Linked DNA regions of Mus musculus: all the other regions are linked to region 1. Evidence: chromatin contacts called from public HiChIP or PLAC-seq data. All regions are on one chromosome and are shown on one strand. Each heading gives the region's core, a stretch centred on a gene start, on an enhancer-like site or on the middle of the called end of the contact. The rest is flanking DNA. Distances are from core to core; before and after follow the strand shown.

Evidence for each region. HiChIP or PLAC-seq counts read pairs in DNA pulled down with a chosen protein or histone mark.
Region 2: a contact with region 1 is called in an HNF4G HiChIP or PLAC-seq map of pancreatic cancer cells. The contact joins the promoter of 9130019O22Rik here to the promoter of Ypel3 in region 1. A contact is called at or near these places in 5 of 39 promoter capture datasets (fetal liver, hematopoietic stem and progenitor cells, hippocampal neurons and 2 more), 1 of 484 Hi-C or Micro-C datasets (embryonic stem cells), 2 of 115 datasets of contacts at active chromatin or transcription factors (embryonic stem cells and pancreatic cancer cells) and 2 of 9 other capture datasets (adipose tissue and liver).
Region 3: an H3K27ac HiChIP or PLAC-seq map of double positive thymocytes shows a contact between it and region 1, with 4 times the contacts expected there. The contact joins the promoter of Orai3 here to the promoter of Ypel3 in region 1. A contact is called at or near these places in 2 of 39 promoter capture datasets (both in embryonic stem cells), 1 of 484 Hi-C or Micro-C datasets (the CH12 cell line), 5 of 115 datasets of contacts at active chromatin or transcription factors (double positive thymocytes, embryonic forebrain, embryonic hindbrain and 2 more) and 2 of 9 other capture datasets (liver and macrophages).

The regions. Positions count from the first base shown.
Region 1 is chr7:126,774,974-126,779,833 of GRCm38.p6, reverse strand. It overlaps Ypel3 (yippee like 3), which reads right to left and starts at 2,871. Exons shown (of 5, transcript NM_025347.3): 1 at 2,731-2,871; 2 at 1,881-2,063; 3 at 1,737-1,780; 4 at 1,420-1,528. The coding sequence starts at 1,997. Gdpd3 (glycerophosphodiester phosphodiesterase domain containing 3) reads right to left here. Exons shown (of 10, transcript NM_024228.2): 10 at 4,189-4,380. The coding sequence ends at 4,207.
Region 2 is chr7:127,384,309-127,389,146 of GRCm38.p6, reverse strand. It overlaps 9130019O22Rik (RIKEN cDNA 9130019O22 gene), which reads left to right and starts at 1,981. Exons shown (of 3, transcript NM_030226.3): 1 at 1,981-2,373; 2 at 2,514-2,627; 3 at 3,517-4,838. The coding sequence starts at 2,190. It also overlaps a transcript of Zfp764 not described here.
Region 3 is chr7:127,768,337-127,772,812 of GRCm38.p6, reverse strand. It overlaps Orai3 (ORAI calcium release-activated calcium modulator 3), which reads right to left and starts at 2,998. Exons shown (of 2, transcript NM_198424.3): 1 at 2,597-2,998. The coding sequence starts at 2,824. It overlaps Fbxl19 (F-box and leucine-rich repeat protein 19), which reads right to left. Exons shown (of 11, transcript NM_172748.2): 11 at 3,885-4,476.

The DNA of each region.
Region 1 (4,860 bases), core at 1,622-4,121:
CGGGTAGTTCTGAAAATCAATGACAGCTCCAACAGGGAGGATTTGGAAGCCCCTACAAGATTTCAAGGTCCAAGGATTACAAACTGGTGGCCTAAGGGCCATTTCAACCTAAGGTAGTTTTGTTTAGATAGCAGAGAGCTTAATATAAACAACTTTAGGAGTTGGGGATGTTTATCTTGTGGGAGGGCCTGGATTCAATACAAGCACCACATTAAAAAAAAAAAAAAAACAATAAAACTTACAACTAAATGATAACTATATATATACTCACTTCATTTTGCCCCAGCCTGCTTTCTCTGCCCTATATCTACCCATTTATAAACCCACAGTATCTGCTTGCTCTTTTTTTGTTTTGTTTTTGCTTTTGTTTTTCGAGACAGGGTTTCTCTGTGCAGTCCTGGCTGTCCTGGAACTCACTCAGTAGACCAGGTTGGCCTTGAACTCAGAAATCCGCCTGCCTCTGCCTCCCAAGTGCTGGGATTAAAGGCGTGTGCCACCACGCCCGGTTCTGCTTGGTCTTATAGACATTTGAAGGATTTTGTTGTACTTTGAGACAGGGTCTACATAGCCCTGGGTGTCCTGGAGCTCACTAGGCTGGCCTAGAACTCAGACATCATCTGCCTCTGCTTCCTCAGTGCTGAGATTAAAGGCGTGCGCCACCACACACTGCTGACATTTGAGTTTTTAACCTCTGGTCTAGGCTACATTTTAGGATTTCAGAGGGGCCAAGCCACCTGTGCAAAGACACACAGGAAATCTGTGGCAGGGTCAGAGGTAAAGTAAGATTAGGACTGTCTTTGCAATGGGGCATCCAGCTTCTAGAAACATGCCAAGTGCCCAATTCCCTATGCTATCCTCAAGTGTATAAGGAATAACTTTGTTACGTGTAATCTGACTCTCACAATGATATTCTGTGCCAGGTAGTGGCTTTATGCTCCCATGCCAGGTAAGGAAATGAGACTTGAGGTTGTGAAATCAGATGCTAGACAGCATCAGAAGTGACAGGAGCTATGCAGAGATCTGGGGACCTAGTTTCCACATTGCTACAGAGTCTTAGTTGTGTGATCTTGGGCAAATGTCCTAGCATCTTCAGACCTCCTTGTCTTCTGGAACAGACTCTGCCACCAGAATAGCTGTAATGATCGAGAGACTATGTGCCATGTGTTCACATGCATGGCAGATAAGCAATTGATAAATGGTGATTCTACATGATGCTAATCATCTAGGACAGGGGTGCAAATCCTTCGAGGGAAGAGAACACCCTCAAAGCCCTGCAATGGACAAACGCCAGTCACTGGGGAAAGAAAGCCAGTTTGTGCTGGGCCACTGGTACTCTGAAAGGCAAAGGCAGATACTTTTAAGGAAGAAGGGATGAGGTTAGGTCAAAGGCCAGCCTAGGGTCAGAGATCTCAAACTCACATATTTCCAGCCCAAAGTGGTCTTGCAGTTCTCACAGTGGATGTCAGCGACAGCATGAAGACCTGTCAGCAGCACCCGCTCTTCTGCTGGCCCGCAGCCCACATTCACTCTGTGGGGACAAAGGGTAGTCCCAGGGAGGGTCTCAGCAGCCCAGAGCCACCCTCTAGCTAGTATGTTAAGTGTCTGGTCTTAGCCTCTAAGAGGAGCCTGATCATGGCTTCCTGTCAGAAACAAGGGACTCTGGGAATATCAGCATACCAGGGAGTCACAGGTCACAACAGAGGTCAGGAAAAGAAAGGAAGGAGATGAATACTCACACAGAGTTGAAGAGGTAGGCACGTCCCTGACTGCCCTGGAAGGACTGGAGGGTAGTGGGGAGACGAGAGGAGGGGGTTAGGGCTATTGGTGGGGAGTTGCCAGGCAGCCCATTGCCATTCTAGACTAAAATGTGACCTGCTTACCTTGGAGATGAGGTCGTCGTGGTTGGCCAGGTGAGCACGGCAGTGGGCACAGCTATACCTCCGGTGACAGTCATCCAAGTAGGCCTGAAACGTCTTGGGCTTTGAAATCCGCACCATGGCGGGGGCCAAGGGCAGTGGCCCCACGCGGGGAGCGGCCCACGGGGAGCAGAGGGAGCCCAGTGCCTGCCAGGAAGGAGAGGTGGACGATCAGGACTAAGGCCACACACATGTAGACAAGCCCAGAACTATGGGGACTCTGTCACACTTGGCTGCTCTCTCCTTTCCCTAGAGCCAGCAGTCTCACCAGGGACCAGAGTCATCTCAGTTTTGACTCACTGAGGAGGCCTCAGGTTGCATCAGCGGGTAAACTGAGGCTAGGAGGAGCTCTAGGTGAGTCACCCACCAGCTTCTGGCCTCACCCCTGCTGAGCTGGCATCTGAACTGGCATCTGAAACGTGAAGAAGGGGCTTCAGAGTGGATGGGCTGCCAGTTTTCAGTTTTGAGGAATGGGGGGGGGGGGCAGAAACTGACTGGTCCTTGGGACCCTAGTTGGACTAGTGATAGGGCAAATGTGGGGTATATGGAGTTCGCTTGGGGAAAGGGTCTCTCACCTGGAGGAGGCAGGCCTCCCCAAAGGAAGAGGGTCCCCTAGAGAGAGGAGGGGTTTTTACCTGCAGGCGCTGAGCCTCATCTCCGCCGAGGGGAATCTTACCTGCATCGCCAAGCCTTACCTGAGACCCCGGGGCTCACCTGGGGCGAGGGGATGGGGGCGTGCGCGGGGGAAGGGGCAGTCCTCGCTTGCGGGGCGGGGGCGCGGGGCAACGCGCAGAGACGTCGGTCCAGGCCTCACCTCGCCTGGGCGCGTGGAGGGCCCGGTCCGCGGGGTGGCCTGGCCTGGGAGTGGGGGGCGCTCCTGATGGGCGCCGTCCCCCCCGGCCCGGTTCACAGCCGCCTCGACTTGTTTACACCGAGACCAGCTGCTGCCGCGGCTGCGGCGGGAGGGGGAGGGGGCCGGCCTCCTGTCCCGGCGGCCTTCGTGGCCAATCGGAGCGCCTCATGCAAATGAGGGGGCGCGTCATACGGCGGCCAGCGCAGGCTGGGCTGCCCTTCCCCCTGCTCCGGGCTCCCGCTAGCCGTCTCGCCCGGAAATGCGGCTACGACTTGCAGCCTAACCCAGAGGCTAACCCGGGCGTGATTGCACCTCTGCTGCTCTGCTATCTCGGGTGCTCAGAGACAAGGATCCTAACCCGGCATGGGGCTAATAAGAGCGTGTTATCTGTATGCAAACCCCTGGGAAATAGTCGTAATTGTCTTCGTTTATCCACAGACCACTGTCTCCATTTGACCAGTTTCCTGAGGCTTGGAGAAGAGATCCTCTCCAGAGATTATCCAGATGGTAAGAGTCAAAGTTGGAATTCACACTTTTCCCAAGCACGTGGAACAGATTGTTAGAAGGGAACTAAAGGTGTCCTTCTATTAGACTCCCAGGAACCAACGCTTTAAAAATCTCTACTGCTGAGCATCATCTGCTCCAGGCATTCTCTGGTATGCCTGACCTCGAGGTTTCTGTAGGTCTGACCCCAGTGAAAATGTCTGTTTAATCGTGTGTCTGGTATACTTAGACTTGTGTTCACTGCAGAGTCCCAGGAACCAGGCAGGCTTGAAAAGTGCTGCACTGGGAATATTTATTAAATGAACTCCAATGTTGGAGATCAGAAAGTGGACAGCAGGTACTGTGGGAGAGCCTGCGAGCTAATCCATGCCTGCCTGCTGCAGTACAGCTCAGCACATAAGGTGCCCAACATCAGTAACATGAGGAAATTCCGTCCCTTGCATATGCCTGGGTCTCTTAATGGTTTCAGGACAACCACTCATCTCTGAATCTCTAGAGTCTAGGTCCAGGACGCTTGGGCTAGCATGCTTTAGAGTGGAGGCCAAGCTGGCACAGGGTGTGGTGCCACTCTGCTGGGTCTGGAATGTAGTGGAACAAGTGGGCCAGCCTACTGACACCCCCAGGCTTTTATTTGCAGGGGTGTCAGTGGGCAGAGTCTCACTTTGTAGCCCTGGCATTATAACTCACAGAAATCCACCTGCCTCTGCCTTCCAAGTACTGAGGTTAAAGCCTAGGCCTAGCTCACCACAGGCTTTCTTGATCTCTCCTAAGATGCTATGTGCACTTGCTTGCAGTAAACTCTGAGCTGCATTCATGGTATGCAAGCCTTCTACCACCAACTTCCATCCCCAGCCGCTAATGCCATCTTTTTAGCCTCCCGAATCGACCCTCCAACCCCTTGTTCCATGAACTATGTTACTGACAAGAAAATATTTATTTTTTAAGAGAAAGACAGGACAGGGCCTCAGGCTGAGGAGGCTGGGTCTCTTCTTCCTGCTTGTCCAGGTAGTGTCTCAGGGCTGTGGGGTAATCGGTCATGACGCCATTGGCTCCCAAGCTGAAGGCCACTTCAAAATCCGATTCTTCATTAAGGCACCAAAATAGCACCTGAACAGAGGAAGAAAACAAGTTAGTTTCCAAACACCAACCCCAAGCTTCCTTTCGCGTCCAGGAGGTGGCAGCCCCTCCTTCTGCACAGACCTCCCAGAACCGGGTGTCCTGGAGCTGATGGTTATCTTTTTTAGAAATTTCCAAATTGGTTATTAAACACAGCTCCTGTCAAAACTTAGGTATAGGATCTTGGAGCCAAGTGTGGCCATGCATGTTTGTAACTCTGCACTTGGGAGGCCATCTGGGCTACACAGAGTAGCAGCCCGCTGGGGTTAGCTAGTAAGCCTCTGCCTCAAAAACAAATACATAAACCATGTAATTACATGAACTTGCAGTTGAACAGTCTCAGAACTCAGGATGCAGAGGTAGGTGGATCTCTGCAAGTTTTAGGCCAGGTCTATATAGTAAGTTTTAGGCCAGCCAGAGTTGACAGTGAAACATTGTCTCAAAACAAACAAGGAATTCAATAAAAACAAA
Region 2 (4,838 bases), core at 732-3,231, 610 kb before region 1:
GGAAAGGGTTGATTCAGCTTATACTTCCAAACTGCTGTTCATCACCAAAGGAAATCAGGACAGGAGCTCACACATGGAAGGAACTTGGAGGCAGGAGCTGATATAGAAGCCTTGGAGGGGTGCTGCTTACTGGCTTGCTCAGCTTGCTTTCTTACAGAACCCAGATCTATCAGCCCAGGGATGGCACCGCCAACAATGGGCTTACCATGTTGGATCTCGTGGAGGCATTTCCTCAAGAAATTTCCTAAGAAAAGATGTTTCTCTGCCAAATTTATTTAACTTTCATCTCTACTTGTTGTGTGTGAGTGTGAGTGTGTGTGTGTGTGTGTGTGTGTGTGTGTGTGTGTGTTTCAGCATCTTGTCAAGTCCAGCCATTTACTACATCTAGGACAGCTCCAGAGAAGCAACCCACCAGTGCTCCCATATTCTTTCACAGGCACAGATGCACCTATTGGACCTGCTCCTTCCTCTCTCTCCATAGATGGTTCTACAGACCCTGGACAGCAAGGAAACAGCCAACTCTGCTAAGACTGGACCGACTTCCCCATACTCATTTTCTTAGGGTTCCCAGACACATGTCACCCCAAAGTCAGCAGGAAGTAGTCAGACATCATGATAGTCAGACATCATGACAACCCTACTCCTGCTTCACCATCACCACTTTGAAATTTTCCCTTTTTAAAATTAAACCAAAATGTGGGAATGTTAACATTTCTTCTAGGCTCTGCCCCAGTTTCCTGCCAACAGCCATGACTCATTATAAAAGGGTCTGCTTGCTCCCTCCTTTTGCTCTCTTGCTCTCTAATCCTCTTCTGCTCTGTCCCTTCTCTCCCCATTCCCCTCCCCCCTTCTATATGTGTTCTACTCCTTCTCTCTGTCTCTCTCTCTTTCTCTCTCAATCCCTCTATCCTTCCCCCTTCTCTCCCTCTCTCTCTGTCTCCCTGCCTCTGTCTCTATTAAGCAGTCAACTCTCCTCCCCATGCCTTAAATGAACTCTGTTCTATACTGTACCATCGTGAGCTGGTCCCTCTGGAGGAATGGATGCCTGAGCATGAGCTCACAGAGGTACCCCATTCACCTACCCCACACTGTGCCTCCACCAACATATCCCTGGTTTCTTTGTCTTTTTTTATAAAGTACAAACAGCTCTGAATGATGACAAATAGGATAATATCCCTTTTGTAAGTAGGTATTTTTATATTAAAATAACAATGAGTCAGACTTAAAACCTGACTCTGAGTTGGACCTCATTCTTCCAGGGACTCTCACAAATGGCCCAGATATCTTAACTCCCTCCTATGAGTGAGGCAGAGAAATCCAGATGGGCAGGTGTACATCTAACCTTTTAGAAGATTAGATGGTCTGGAATGTCCCAGGTGTCCTGGCTGATCAAAGATCAGCTCTGTGATCTCTGATCTGTATCAGGAGCAGTCAGTATTCCTCAACTAGTTTGAGATTTGTAGACTAAGCTGGTGGAACCACCCCAACTGGAGGCCTGCTTCATTTAATAGCTTATTAACAGGGCTGGAGAGATGGCTCAGCAGCTAAGAGCACAGACTGCTCATCCTAAAGGTTCTGAGTTCAAATCCCAGCAACCACACGATGCCTCACAACCATCTCCTGGTGTGTCTGAAGACAGCTACAGTACTCGTTGAAATTAAAAAAAAAAAAAAAAAGCTTATTAACAGGCCTCCCTCCACAGGCTTGCTTCTAGCTCCAAGATGAACACTGACCACAAATAAAATACTAAACATCTATTCACAGGCCGCTTCCACCTAGGTGACCTTGAGAGGGCTGTGGGTCTTCTGAACCCTAAAACCCTCAACTGCATGTGGTCCTCACAGGCAGGGTGTCTCACGTGGGCCTGTCAGCCTGGAACTTGTTCTTAGACTGGCATTTGTAGACTCTGTGGCCATTTTTGATGAGGGCATGAAGACATTGGTGCAGGAAGTCACGTGGTGCAACCCTGGGCAGGACCCTGAGACGCCGCGCCCAAGTCCACACTTTTAAGCGGTCTTCAGGAAATCTCCACTGTGCTCCTATCAGTTTTCAATTTTCACCTACATTAAGGTGCACACAGACCTGGTTCCTGTCCCTTTTCAGCCCTGGTACCCGACCACGGACACCTTGGACTGGGCAGGCAATCCCAGGCGTGCGAGACTGACCCAGGGTCTGTGAGGGGAGTCCCCATGGCGCAGCGGATTGCACTGGACGAGGCCTCGGTACCGCCTGTGTTCTGTAAACCCTGGGCTGTGAACTTCGCGGACGTGGCCGTGTACTTCTCCCCGGAGGAGTGGAGGTATCTGCGGCCGGCGCAGAGAGCCCTGTACCGAGAGGTGATGCGCGAGACCTACGGTCTCCTGGCCTATCTCGGTGAGAACCTTCCTGGCCGCCGTGGTCGCGATGCCTGTGACACCGTGGGTCCTGCGTGGCAGCAGAGAGCCCTGGGCCCGGGCGGTCAGAACCAACTGGGTCGTCCTCCTGACTAGTGGGTTTGCTATCTTTCCCTACAGACGTCGGATGCGCCAAACCAGCACTCATCTGCTGGGTGGAGGAAGAGTCCGAAGTGTGGGGACCCTGTGCCCAGGATCCAGAGGTGGCCATGTGCAGGACAGAAGTTCACTCAGGTGAAGGACTGGGTACTTGCTTGGGGAAACTTCTGTGTTGCCAGCCTGTGTGGTGTCTTCTAGTGACTGCACTTACTGCCTGGCAGTTTCTTCTTATTTTGCTGTTTCCTGGCCAAAGCCATGATGGCTGGCCCCTGGATTCATCTAGACAGGGGCTGTGATTGTTCTGTCCAGTGCTCTCACCTCGTATATACAGGGCCACTAGGCTGTACGGGTTGTAGCCCCTCGTTCCCACTCCTCTGCTGCCATCACTGTGGCTGCCTTCTGGAGTCTCCTTCAGCTCTTGCTTTCCACCTCTGAGAAGTGCTTAGCTCACTGCACTTCGGAAAGGGCACCACACAGACCTCTTCTCTTCTCTTCTCTTCTCTTCTCTTCTCTTCTCTTCTCTTCTCTTCTTTTTTCTTTTTTTTTTTTGTTTGTTTATTTGTTTGTTTGTTTTGATTTTAGAGACAGGGTTTCTCTGTGTAGCTCTGGCTGTCCTGGAACTCACTCTGTAGACCAGGCTGACCTCGAACTCAGAAATCCACCTGCCTCTGCCTCCCAAGTGCTGGGATTAAAGGCGTGTGCCACCATGCCCAGCTTCATTTCTTTTTTGGAGAGGGTTTCTCTGTGTAGTCTTGGCTGTCCTGGAACTCACTCTGTAGACCACGCTGGCCTCGAACTCAGAAATCTGCCTGCTTCTGCCTCCTAAGTGCTGGGATTAAAGGTGTGCACCACCAAGCCAGGCCACAGACCCCTTTCTTTATGCTGCATCTGGACATCTGCCCACTGCACATGCTCAGATGCTGTGGCCTCTCCACTCCTGTGTCCAGTCTGGCCCCATGTGGGGCTGTGGAAATTAAGGGGCAGTAGAAGTCAGAGTCTGAGCTTTGTCATGGTCTCCCAGCAGATTGCAGGCACGAGAAGGAAAGGAAGAGACCAAGGGAAGAGACTGAAGCAATGCAGAAGACATTTTCTCCAGAACCTGGGCAGAAGGAGCCACAACTCTCATTTGCTGTCTCCCCTAGTGGTGTTCAAGCCACGGTCCTAAGGGCAGACAAGTGTCACGACTGCAATTTGTGTGGGAAGAGTTTTGCCCGGCGGTCCACGTTGGAGGCACACATGTACACTCACACAGGTGAAAAGCCGTTTCAGTGCCCAGACTGCAACAAACGATTTGGCCGGTATTCTTCCCTGAGCACTCACCGAGCCATACACCGAGGGGAACGACCGCATCAGTGTCCTGACTGTGGGAAGAGTTTTACCCAGCGGTCCAAACTGGTGGCACACATGTACACTCACACAGGTGAAAAGCCGTTTCAGTGCCCAGACTGCAACAAACGCTTCAGCCGGCCTTCTTCCCTGAGCACTCACCGAGCCATACACCGAGGGGAACGGCTGCATCAGTGTCCTGACTGTGGGAAGAGTTTTACCCAGCGGTGCACTTTGGTGGCACACATGTACTCTCACACAGGTGAAAAGCCGTTTCAGTGCCCAGACTGCAACAAACGCTTCGGCCGGTATTCTTCCCTGAGCTCGCACCGAGCCATACACCGAGGGGAACGGCCACACCAGTGTCCTGACTGTGGGAAGGGTTTTACCCAGCGGTGCACATTGGTGGATCACATGTACTCTCACACAGGCGAAAAGTCATTCAATTGCCCTGATTGCTGCAAGTCCTTTGGTCGGCCATCTTCCCTGAGCAGGCACCGGGCCATACACCGAATGGAGCAGCCTCATCGCTGCTCTCACTGTGGCAGGACTTTCACACGGCGCTCTTCACTCACCAGCCATCTCCGTGTCCACACTGGGGAGAAGCCTTACTGTTGTGCTGATTGTGGACGCTGCTTCAGCCAGAGATCTGCGTTCCGTGAGCACCAGCGAGTGGTACACAGCGGTGTGACCCCCTTTTCTTGCACTCACTGTGGCAGTGCCTTTGCGGATTCCAAATATCTTCGGCGGCACATGCGCATCCATACAGGTGAAAAGCCTTATTCATGCCCTGATTGTGGTCGCTGCTTTCGCCAGAGCTCTGAAATTCCAGCCCATAGGAGGACCCACACTGGCGAGCGTCCTTACCCCTGCCCTCAATGTGGCAGGCAGTTTCGCACAAAGTCAGCTATGACAAGCCACCAGTGGGTCCATAGACCAGGAGCTAAAGGCCATAAGGACAAAAAAGCCAATCAGTTATCTATATCCCTGGACCCTAGACAAGAGGACCCGGATCCACCT
Region 3 (4,476 bases), core at 1,749-4,248, 990 kb before region 1:
AAGAAAAGAAAAAAGAAAGAAAAGTCACTATAGACCCAAAGCAAGCAAAAATCTTGAGCTGTTTGGGTCTGTTCTCAGTTCTACAATTTGTAGTTTCCTCACAACAGCCTACTAGTCCAGACTTGCCTCAAATTCACTACCCCCCTACTTCAATGTCCTGAGTAGGGTTACAGTCCTATGACCTTGAACAACTGTGTAATCTCTGAGCAAGTGCCTCCCTCAGTTTCCTACCTGAAAAATGGGGACAATAGTCTCAGTGAGAAAGTTAATGCTAAACATTAAATTCTATGACTAGAGCCAGGCACAGACTGTTAGAGTTGATGCTAATGTCTAAGGCACAAAGAGAGAAAACCCAGAAGGTAGTAACTGCCATCTCTTAAACTCCAATAAGCTTCACGTTTCCAGATCAATCTAAAAAGCTTGTCATATCTGGTCACACCGGGGCTGCATTCAATGTGCCAACTATGCAGGATGAATCATGGCTGCTCATGTTTGACAGGTCAGGGAGTCTACCGTGACTCCACCCAGCTAGCCTGAACTTTGCAAACATTTGTGTTGATGGACAAGTTTGGGCTTTAAAGCCAGGCTGCTGAAGTCAAAAATCCTGTCACTAGCTCACTGTGCAGTCTAACATGCCTTTTCTTATATGAACAACTGCCACTATACCAGGTACTGAACATTGAATGTTTGTTGAGATAGGACTTCATGAAGCCCAGGCTAGCCTTGACTCTCTGTATAGCCAAGAACAACCTTGTTTGTTCTTTTTTATTACCTCAAGTGCTGGGATTATAGGTGTGCTATACGCTATACCATGTTTGTTGTTGTTTAAATGGAAATTGAACCTAGGATTTCCTGAATGGTAGGCAAATACTCTACCAACTAGAACTAGGCTAGATTCACAGCCTGTGAATATGATTTGTATGTTTTAACTTCAGGCCACCTGGGTTTAGGAAGATATCTCCCATTTCTGTTTGTTGGTTTTTGGAGACAGGGTTTCTCTGTGTAGCCCTGGCTGTCCTGGAACTCACTCTGTAGACCAGGCTGGCCTCGAACTCAGAAACCCGCCTGCCTCTGCCTCCTGAGTGCTGGGATTAGAGGCGTGCGCCACCACGCCCGGCCCATTTCTTACAGATCCCGAGATTACTGTGGTGCAGGGATACAGTGGTACTTACAAAAATAAAACTGAGTATTTTGGGGAATTGGGCCACCGCAGATAGTAGGCAGGTGTGTTCACAAACAGGGATCTGGGCCAGGCTTAATTCTGGTGTCTCCCAGGGTCCAACCCAGGGTTCTTTGTCAGGACTGGGGGCGGTCCTAGAACCTACACATTCAGCCTACTGCTCCTCAGAGAAAGCCCTCTCACACTGACACCACAACGATCTGCTCTGCAACTTCTGCTGCACACTGTACTGTTCCTTTAGAAGCAGGCGGAGCCACGTGGTTCAAACACAAGCTGCTGTGCCCTTCTTTCTGTGGTGCTGATTCCTTTCAGTCAAATGTCCTCAGGAACTATGGGGCTGTTTGGGGGAAATCTGGGCCCCTTACAAGCAACAGAGCAAGAGCAACCTTTAAGATTACAGATTCTTTCGTCCTGATATTGAGGTTGCAGAAAAAAGGGAGGTATTGACCTAAGTTACTTTTATATGCCCTCACCTTAGCTCCCTCCAAGGCCTATTTACACAAGGGTACATTATGAAGGGTGCCCTCCCCCCAAGTGTGAAGAAAACTGAAACTAGCAGAGCTTCACTCCACACCCATACCCTGCGGAGCATCCTTGTCTAAACAGCAGCTTCCATGTAGTCTAGATAGCACACTGTTCTAGAAGAGCCTCCTTTGCTAAGCGGAGCTTGTTCTAACACACCTAGTTCTAGGGGGTCTCCATAAGAATCCCACATCCTCCTGGACAAAAGCTTGGCAGACCACAGAGACAGCACCTTCTATGATGTCACAACTTCCTAAAGATGGCAACTGGAGTGGATGTCGACTTGGGGCCGCACAGCTGGCCCTAAGTAGGGAGGAACCAGGACACATCTGCAGGCCACACTCTGGAATCTTCAGTTCCACTTCCCGGGGCCACTGCTGGGACCGTTAGCTGACATTATCCTCCCACACCTGCAGTTTATCAGACTTATCTGCTAGCTCCCTGATCAGCTTCCTTCCCCAGCAGCTTCCTCATGGTTTCTTAGTTTTCCCGGCAATTCTCTGTGCCTTCTGAGAGGTGGGCCCTTCAGTCAAATGACTCTCACATACACTATCCCCCTTCCCCGATCTGGTTGATATAGGCTCTCATTCAGCTTTGACTGCCTTTCAACTCTCGAGGACTTGGTAACTAAGCCACTTCAGACTTTCCCCCCACCAGTCTGCATCTGCTGACCTCTTTACTCCCTTCTTCCACGGCATTTCTGGGACCGATCTTCAGTCTGTTTATATTCCTAGAGCTGTGCCCGACATAAAGGGTTTTTCCAGTCCCTTGGGACTTAGCTCCTTCTTTTATCCTAAAGAAACCCTTTTATTCAGTCCAGTACTGGGGACCCATTTTCTTGACTTCTCCCACCACGTGCTTTACCCACCCCGTGTACCCCCTCCCACCCCTCACCATGGCGAAGCCCGACAGCAGAGCAGATGTGCGGCTGGAGGCTTTGAGCTTAGCCCGGCTGAGGTAGAGGCGGCGCCAGCTGAGCGCCCGCAGAGAGTGCTGACTGGCCCCCATAAGGTCCAGGTAGCCGCGGTGCACGAACTCCCGGTACGTGGCTGAGCCCGCGGGGCTGTCCACCTCCGGGTTCAGCGGGGCCTGTTCGCCCGTGTCCCCCTCGCCGCCCTTCATCCTGAGAGCAGTTACACCACAAGCGCAGATGGTCAAGGAGGGGCCGAGGCGCCTTGTATCCCCAAGAAGGGACGGCCCAAGCGCGGGTGGGACCCCATCCTGGGTGGCAAGGCAGACCCAGCGGGAACAGTTACGGACGCGTCTAGAAGGCCCAGGGGCCGAAACAGGAACTGGGGCAGGGGCGGAGCCCGGTGACCACATGATTGGGTGGAGCCGTGAGACGAACCCCTGCAGTCTGCCCACGGGCAGAGATCTCAAGGGACCCTCTAACCCAGGCCACGACGTGAATGCTCAGCCTCAGCTTTTGCTGGGACTTTGCTGGCCTCAGACCACCCAGTGTATGTACCTGGACATTCACAGGTGTCCAGACTTCCACACTCCTCTTTGAGCAGTCATCTCAGGAAAATTAAGCCCATTTTCCTCCCAGAGACCAAAGGAGCCCCTTCCACCATCCCTACCCACCACTCAGACTCGACACCGCAGACAGACACAAAAAGTCAGCGGCCCCGGCTAGATTCTGAGTTTTATAGCAAACCTTATTGTACAGACTTGTGGGGTTAGGGGTCCAGCCCGGCTGGGTGCCCCACTTGTCCCTCGCCGGGGTGCCTCCTCCCCTCCCGCAAGCGGCCCCACCGTCAAGCCTTTCTCCAACCCCAGGCCCCCCCTCCTGCCTTTGGTCCGCCCAGCCCCCGCCCCCAACCCGCGCACCTTCCTGTTACCTGAGGTATGTGGATAGATTCCCCTCCCCCCACCCCCATGTAGTACAATCCAGTTCCCCCTGGCCTAAGTTGAGTGGGACCTAGACCTGACTCCTCCCTCAGGCTCTTGAGACCCCACCCCCACACTGGAAGAAGGAAAGGGGTGGGAAGAGGGGAGGTGCCAAGAGTCTGTTACTAAGTTCCCACAGCAACTAAGAGGGACCGTTTCCAGTCTTAGCACTGATTTCCGGAGGTGTCCATTGGCTGCTATTTCCATGGCAACCAGGAGTGGCAGTTCCCTGGGCAAATGGGACACGAGTTTCCATGACGATGAAAGAATGGGAAGAGCCAAACTGGAGGAGTCCCATCTTGCCCATCTTTAAGCTGACATTTCCCCACCCCAACTCAAGTGAAGGGTGGAGCTGTTCAAGACAGTAATGCAAGAGAGCTAGGGGTGGGACAGTCCAAACTGGGTACCCATAGCCCAGTCTCGGTCAAGCTGGTCCCCTCACATCACACTCCCCCAAGTCCGAGATTCCCCCGGTTCAAGTAACACTTCAGTACAGATGAATGTTCAAGTATTGTGTAGAGAGCCAGGCAGGGGTCTGGGCTACCCCTCACCACTCCCCTGGGCCACCGAGCTTAACAGCAGGTAGACCCGCGGCCCCTACTCCTTGCAATAGCTGCCATTTTCAGTGACGTTCAAGGAGTCAAGGTCGGGGAAAACTGAAATCTGGGTAGAGGGAAGGGGAGAGAGGCAACCCTACGCAGAGGGTACTATCCCCACATCTGCTCCTCTCCCAGCCCCCAGTCCTGGCATTACCTGGCTTGTAGCGCCCCCTGTCTTGACACTCGGATCCCCAATTGCTCCTCTGTTTTCCCTTTTTGGCCCCCCATCCCACCCAACTGGTCTTTGTTCCCTGAACCCTTGTTGGTCTGATTTCTGCCCTCCCC